Regions from separate parts of the Sus scrofa genome. Here region 2 is linked to region 1. Evidence: chromatin contacts called from public HiChIP or PLAC-seq data. All regions are on one chromosome and are shown on one strand. Each heading gives the region's core, a stretch centred on a gene start, on an enhancer-like site or on the middle of the called end of the contact. The rest is flanking DNA. Distances are from core to core; before and after follow the strand shown.

Region 1 (3,276 bases), core at 339-2,838:
ATACTTTCAGAGGGGGGTTGTTATGTTTTGTTTTGTTGTTTTTGGCCAGGCCCACAGCCTGTGGAAGTTTCTCGGCCAAGGATCAAACACAGGGCACAGCAGTGATCTGGGCTGCTGCGGTGACAACACTGGCTACTTAACCCACTGTGGAACTCCCTGGGTTTTCTTGATAATAACACCAATTCAGACCTGGTGGAAGTAACTGGAAATACCTTTATACTGTAGGCAGCATACAAATTGGTGCACTCTTTCTAGAGGGAACTCTGACAATATATATCAAAAGCCTTAAAAATATGCACACCTTTGACCCAGTAATACCACTTCTAGAAATTTCTCCTTCTAGCGTCATTAAAGATGTGTCTAAGGAGGTATCTATAAGGATGTTCATCCCAGTAAGAAAATCAAAAACAAAATAAAGGGTCAACCAAAGAATTACAGATGAATTACACCTCAGCATTAAGATGGAATGGTCTGCTATTAAAAACCAAGTTTTTCAAGTATGATTAAGGATACGTAGACTTCTTCATGAAATACATTTTTTAAAAGATCAGCCGGCTATGGAGTTCCCGTCATGGCGCAGTGGAAATGAGCCCAACTAGGAACCATGAGGTTGCAGGTTCGAAGCCTGGCCCTGCTCAGTGGGTTAAGGATCTGGCGTTGCCATGAGCTGTGGTGTAGGTCGCAGACACAGTTTGGGTCCCGCGTTGCTGTGGTTGTGGCATAAGCCAATGGCTACAGCTCTGATTCAGCCCCTAGCTTGGAAACGTCCATATGCTGCAAGAACAGCCCTAAAAAGCAAAAAAAAAAAAAAAAAAAAAAGACAGGCTACAAAAATAGTATATATGATGCCAGCATTATTTACACACACGCACACACGTATCATGTACATACACATGCATCCTCTCACTGGCAAAAAATGAAAGATCCGCCAAAATGTTCATGGTAGTTGTATCTGAAACAGTGTTAATTGCTTTTTATTTACTTTCTTATTCTTTTTTTTTGTCTTTTTAGAGTCACGCCCGCAGCATATGGAGGTTCCCAGGCCAGGGGCTGAATTGGAGATGTAGCCTACACCACAGCCACAGCAAAGCCACAGCAAAGCCACAGCCACAGCAAAGCCACAGCAAAGCCACAGCAAAGCCAGATTCGAGCCTAGTCTGCAACCTACACCACAGCTTACAGCAACACTGGACTCTTAACCCACTGAGTGAGGCCAAGGATCGAACCTTCATCCTCATGGATACTAATGGATACTAGTCAGATTCCTTTCTGCTGAGCCATGATGGGAACTCCACAACTTCCTTATTCTTTTTGCAATAAGGATATATGGTTATGTATATAATTGAAAACACTCATTAAGAAACAGAAAACATATTGTTATTACATTTCAAACTATTAAAAAAAACAAGGTCAGTGTATGTTCAAAGCAGGCCTGCCAGAAGCCGGGAATGGAAATGAACACTAAGCCCCAAGAGTCCGAAAGACAGTTTTAAGGAAATTGAGTCCATTTCTAAAAGTAGAAGATTAAGTAAGCCACCAGGTTGCTAAGGAAGCTCTGATCAAAAGCGTCATTCCTTCCTTTTTTTTTTGGCTGTGACATGCAGCGGCTTGATGTGGGATCTCAGTTCCCAGACTAGGGAGTGAACCCAAGCCATAGCAGTGAAAGCACCAAATCCTAACCACTCGACCACCAGGGAACTCCCAAGAGTCATACTTTAAAGACCAGGTTTTTTTCAGTCTATACTGGTAGAAAGATGAAAACAATGAGAAATGCATATGCGATACTTAGGAGGAAATCACCTAGGAGGTGTGGTCTTAGATTTCCAAACCTAAGAAACATTGTAGGAGTTCCCGTCGTGGCGCAGTGGTTAATGAATCGGACTAGGAACCATGAGGTTGCGGGTTCGGTCCCTGCCCTTGCTCAGTGGGTTAACGATCCGGCGTTGCCATGAGCTGTAGTGTAGGTTGCAGATAGCGGCTCGCGTTGCTGTGGCTCTGGCATAGGCCGGCGGCTACAGCTCCGATTAGACCCCTAGCCTGGGAACCTCCATATGCTGCAGAAGCGGCCCAAAGAAATAGCAAAAAGACAAAAAAAAAAAAAAAAAAAGGAAGCATTGTAACCCAAGTACCAGTTTCTAGAATTTTCTCAATTACCATTTCAAGGCCCCCAGGAGACCCAAGACCTTCCGGTGAAAGCTGAGCCCCGCCCATTCGTGAGACCAGCACTCCTTACCACAGCCTTATCCCAGATGATGGACATCCTCTCCTCCGTGCCGTTGGTACCCTCAGGGATCAGGGTGAAGTTGTCCTTCCCTACGGCCTTCTGGGCAGTGTTGAAAGTACAGTGGGCGCTGCCAGTGACCTGCAGGTCTCCACTGCAAGGAAAACATACGACTGGCTTTCTCACTAATCCTTGACCTCACATCATCCTTTTTTTTTTAATGGCCACACCCAAGGCATATGGAAGTTTCCAGGCCAGGGATTGAATCCAAGCTGCAGCTGCTGGCCTATGCCACAGCTGTGGCAACACTGGAAACTTTAAACCACTGTGCCAGACCGGTGATTGAACCTGCGCCTCTGCAGCAACTTGAGCCACTGCAGTCAGATTCTTAACTCACGTGCCACGGCAAGAACTCCCTGAACGTATTTTTTCTTTTTTTCTTTCTTTCTTTTTTTTTTTTTTTTGGTCTTTTTAGGGTTGCACCTGCGGCATATGGAGGTTCCCAGACTAGGGTCAAATCGGAGCTGTAGCTGCCGGTCTACACCACAGCCACAGCAACACTGGATCCAAGCTGCATCTGCAACCTACACCACAGCTCACGGCAATGCCGGATCCTTAACCCACTGAGTGGGGCCAGGGATCGAACCTGCGTCCTCATGAATGCTAGTCAGACTCATTACTGCTGAGCCATGACGAGAACCCCTGAGTATATATTTTAATGTGCCAGGCCACCGAAAGTTTCTGAAATGGTCTATCTCCCCTCAGGAGATAGAAAATTCAGGAAGATATAGACTGATCCTGAAGATTTACTCTAAAGCTGAATCTCTAGATCTGCTCTGTGGCTGGCGTATCTTACAAGTGACACGGTACCACAGTGGTCCTTTAGCTCCCTCATTCATCCTCTTTGACTGACTTTCCAGATGGCCTTGGTCTTTATCCAGAATCCCCCTGGAAGCATCAAGTTTGGAGAACCAAGCCTCTGGGTTTGCTTTTGCCCACCCCACTGTTACCCACGAGGTCGGCCTGCTCTGAGGAAAGACCAAGAAGGGAAGATG
Region 2 (3,276 bases), core at 210-2,709, 84 kb after region 1:
GGAAATTTTAAAATATCTTGAAACAAATGAAAGTGGAAACACAACACACCAAACTTATAGAATCTAGCAAAAGAAGTTCTAAAAGGGAGGTTTATAGTAATAAACACTTACTTTTTAAAAAAAAAATCACAAATAAACAACCTAACTTTATACTCTCAGGAACCAAAAAAAGTCCAGGAGTTGCCATCGTGGCGCAGTGGTTAACAAATCCGACTAGGAACCATGAGGTTGCGGGTTTGGTTCCTGGCCTTGCTCAGTGGGTTAACGATCCAGCATTGCCAAGAGCTGTGGTGTAGGTTGCAGACACAGCTCAGATCCCGTGTTGCTGTGGCTCTGGCCGTAGGCCAGTGGCTACAGCTCCGATTCGACCCCTAGCCTGGGAACCTCCATATGCCGCGGAAGCGGCCCAAGAAATGGCAAAAGGACAAAAAAAAAAAAAAAAAAAAAAAGTCCAAAGTTAACAGAAGGAAGGAAATAACAAAGATCAGCACAGAAATAAACATGAAATAGAGATCAGAAAAACCAATAGAAAAGATCAACAAAAAGAAGACCAGTTCCGTTATGGCGAAGCAGAAGCAAATCCAATTAGGAACCATGAGGTTGTGGGTTCGATCCCTGGCCTTGCTCAGTGGGTTAAGGATCTGACATTGTTGTGGCTGTGGTGTAGGCCAGCAGCTACAGCTCTGATTGGACCCCTAGCCTGGGAACCTCCATATGCCTCGGGTGCAGCCCTCAAAGGACAAAAGACAAAAAAAAAAAGAAAGAAAAGAAAAGGAAAAAAAACCTGTTCTTTTTCAAAAAAGATAAAACAAAATTGACAAACCCGTAGCTTGGGAAACTCAGGAAAAAAGAGAGAAAATTCAAACAAATAAAAATCATAAATGAGGAAGTTCCCGTTGCGGCTCAGCAGTAACAAACCAACTATTATCTGTGAGAATGAGGGCTCGATCCCTGGCCTTGCTCGGTGGGTCAGGGATCTGGCGTCGCGATGAGCTGTGGTCTAGGTTGCAGACACAGCTTAGATCCCGTGTTGCTGTGGCTGTGGTGTAGGCTGACAGTTACAGCTCTGATTCAACGCCTAGCCTGGGAACTTCCATATGCCTTGGGTGGGGCCGTAAAAAGACCAAAAAAAAAAAAAAAAAGTTTTTTTTTTTTTTTAATTCCCCAGCTTTATTTACTTTTTAAATTTTTCTTTTGGCTGTGCCTGCAGCATGTGGAATTCCCCAGGACAGGAATTGAACTTGCCCCACAGCAGTGACCCAAGCTGCCGCAGTGACAACTCCAGACCCCTGACCCACTGTGCCACAAGAGAAATCCTACCCAGCCTTAGTATAAAGAGCTATAACCTACAGAAACAAAAGCTTTTGGGGTCATCAATAATTTTGAAGACTGTGTCAAGCCGTCCTGAGTACACAAGAAGCCGTGATTTAGAGGACAGTGAGAAGAGTGTGAATCAGCAAAGACACTGAGAAGGAGGCTAGTGATTAGGAGGAAACCAGGGATTGCAGCATCACAGAAATCAGAGGCAGTTTCAAAAAAAAAAAAAAAAGAGTATTTAAATAAATGGGTTAAAGGTGGCCCCTCTATCTTAGTCCCTGTTACTTTTTCACTGAACGCTGGGACAGTTGGGTCTAAGCCCACCAGCATGAAACTCAAAATTTCACACATCCAGTTGCTTTAACTATAGCCCAATAAGCATATTTTAACCATTTAGAATCTGCCTGTTTTGCTTTTTTTTTTTTTTTTTTTCCTGCTTTTTAGCGCTGTACACGGCATATGGAGGTTTCCAGGCTAAGGGTCGAATTGGAGCTACACCTGCCCGCCTACACCACAACAATGCAGGATCCGAGGGGCGTCTGCTACTTACACCACAGCTCACAGCAACGCTGGATCCCCAACCCACAACGAGGCCAGGGATTGAACCCGCATCCTCACCTACACTAGTCGGATTCGTTTCCGCTGTGCCACAACAGGAACTCCCTGTTTTGCGTATCTTGAAAAACTGCACCCACTATCTGCAAGCCAAAGATAAAAAACAAAGCTTGCAAATATAAAAGACATCCGGGTGCTGCAGCCCTTCTAGCCTTTGACCCAGAGACACCCAATTGTGCTACCAGGTAACATCACTAGTCATCAGGCCCTAACCGCTCCGCTCAGTACCAAACCCCTCCCCGCCAAAAGTCCCCTGCCCTCTTTCCTTTCTGGCTGGCAGTCCAGGCCTCTGTCCTAGAAGGTCATGGGCTGGAAGGGACTTTCTTCCCTAGCGACTTGTCAAAGCTACACCCAAATAAAGCTCATTGCGTGCTACTGCCATCTAGTGGTCACATTTTCTTAGCCCAGCCCAAAGGTCCTCAAATGCAGTACAATAGGCACCTCGGTAAACTGCCCGGTTATAGAGGAAGATAATGACAGGAAAGTACCCACTGAATTCACTCCGTGGAAAATGCTATGACCGTGACAAGTTTCAGGAAGCTATACTGGAGCCGGTTGAAGACTGAGTCGTGATACCCAAAATAAACAACTCTTAGAAATCAACAAGCAAAAGACAAATATTCCCACAGAAAAATGAGTAACAGTTATAAACAGACTGTTCACAAAAAGAAACACTGGACATGATCAGTAACCATATGGAAATAGGCTCATCAGACAAAGGCAAGTGAAACATGAAACGTATGTGACAGGCAAAGTTTTTTTATTTTTTTTATTTTTATTTTTTTGCTTTTTAGGGCAGCACACACTGCATATGGAAGTTCCCAGGCTAGGGGTCTAAGCAGAGCTACAGCTGCCAGCCTACACCACAGCCACAGCAAGGCAGGATCTGAGCTGCATCTGCAGCCTGTATACCACAGCTCACAGCAATGCCGGATCCTTAACCCACTGAGCAAGACCAGGAATCGAACCCACAATCTCATGGTTCCTAGTAGGATTCTTTTCCACTGTGACATGACGAGAATTTCTTTTTTTTTTTTATTTTTAAATTTTTAAAATTTTATTTCAATTGGTGAAATCACAGGGAAACAAGAATGCTTCTATATGGCTGATAGGCATGTGAAAAGGACAGTCCCTTTCAAGGGAGATTCGAAAGAACCTATAATAAGGTTAGATATGCTTGTCCAGGACCCAGAAGTTTCGCTATCCAGGGCTTACCATAAAAAAACACTCACACTCCCCCAAGAGCAAGTGAACATGTGCAGGATACCCATGAAGCATTGTTTGTTATCAATAAACGCTGGAAACAACAGAAAAAATGACTAAATATGCCATGATATATTCATA

Evidence for each region. HiChIP or PLAC-seq counts read pairs in DNA pulled down with a chosen protein or histone mark.
Region 2: an H3K27ac HiChIP or PLAC-seq map of alveolar macrophages shows a contact between it and region 1. The contact joins two enhancer-like sites. A contact is called at or near these places in 6 of 47 Hi-C or Micro-C datasets (adipocytes, adipose tissue, fibroblasts and 3 more) and 1 of 2 datasets of contacts at active chromatin or transcription factors (alveolar macrophages).

Annotation. Positions count from the first base shown.
Region 1 is chr14:10,530,118-10,533,393 of Sscrofa11.1, reverse strand. DPYSL2 (dihydropyrimidinase-related protein 2) reads right to left here. Exons shown (of 14, transcript XM_001927801.6): 10 at 2,234-2,375. Among named protein-coding and RNA genes, the nearest start is that of DPYSL2, 100 kb to the right of the region's middle. Within about 2 kb of position 1,588, at least 1 of the 83 cell types and tissues checked has an H3K27ac peak or open chromatin away from gene starts, as enhancers often do. A contact at or near this core is called in alveolar macrophages, where this site is marked.
Region 2 is chr14:10,446,019-10,449,294 of Sscrofa11.1, reverse strand. The region is part of intron 1 of DPYSL2 (dihydropyrimidinase-related protein 2); the gene reads right to left. Among named protein-coding and RNA genes, the nearest start is that of DPYSL2, 19 kb to the right of the region's middle. Within about 2 kb of position 1,459, at least 4 of the 83 cell types and tissues checked have an H3K27ac peak or open chromatin away from gene starts, as enhancers often do. A contact at or near this core is called in alveolar macrophages, where this site is marked.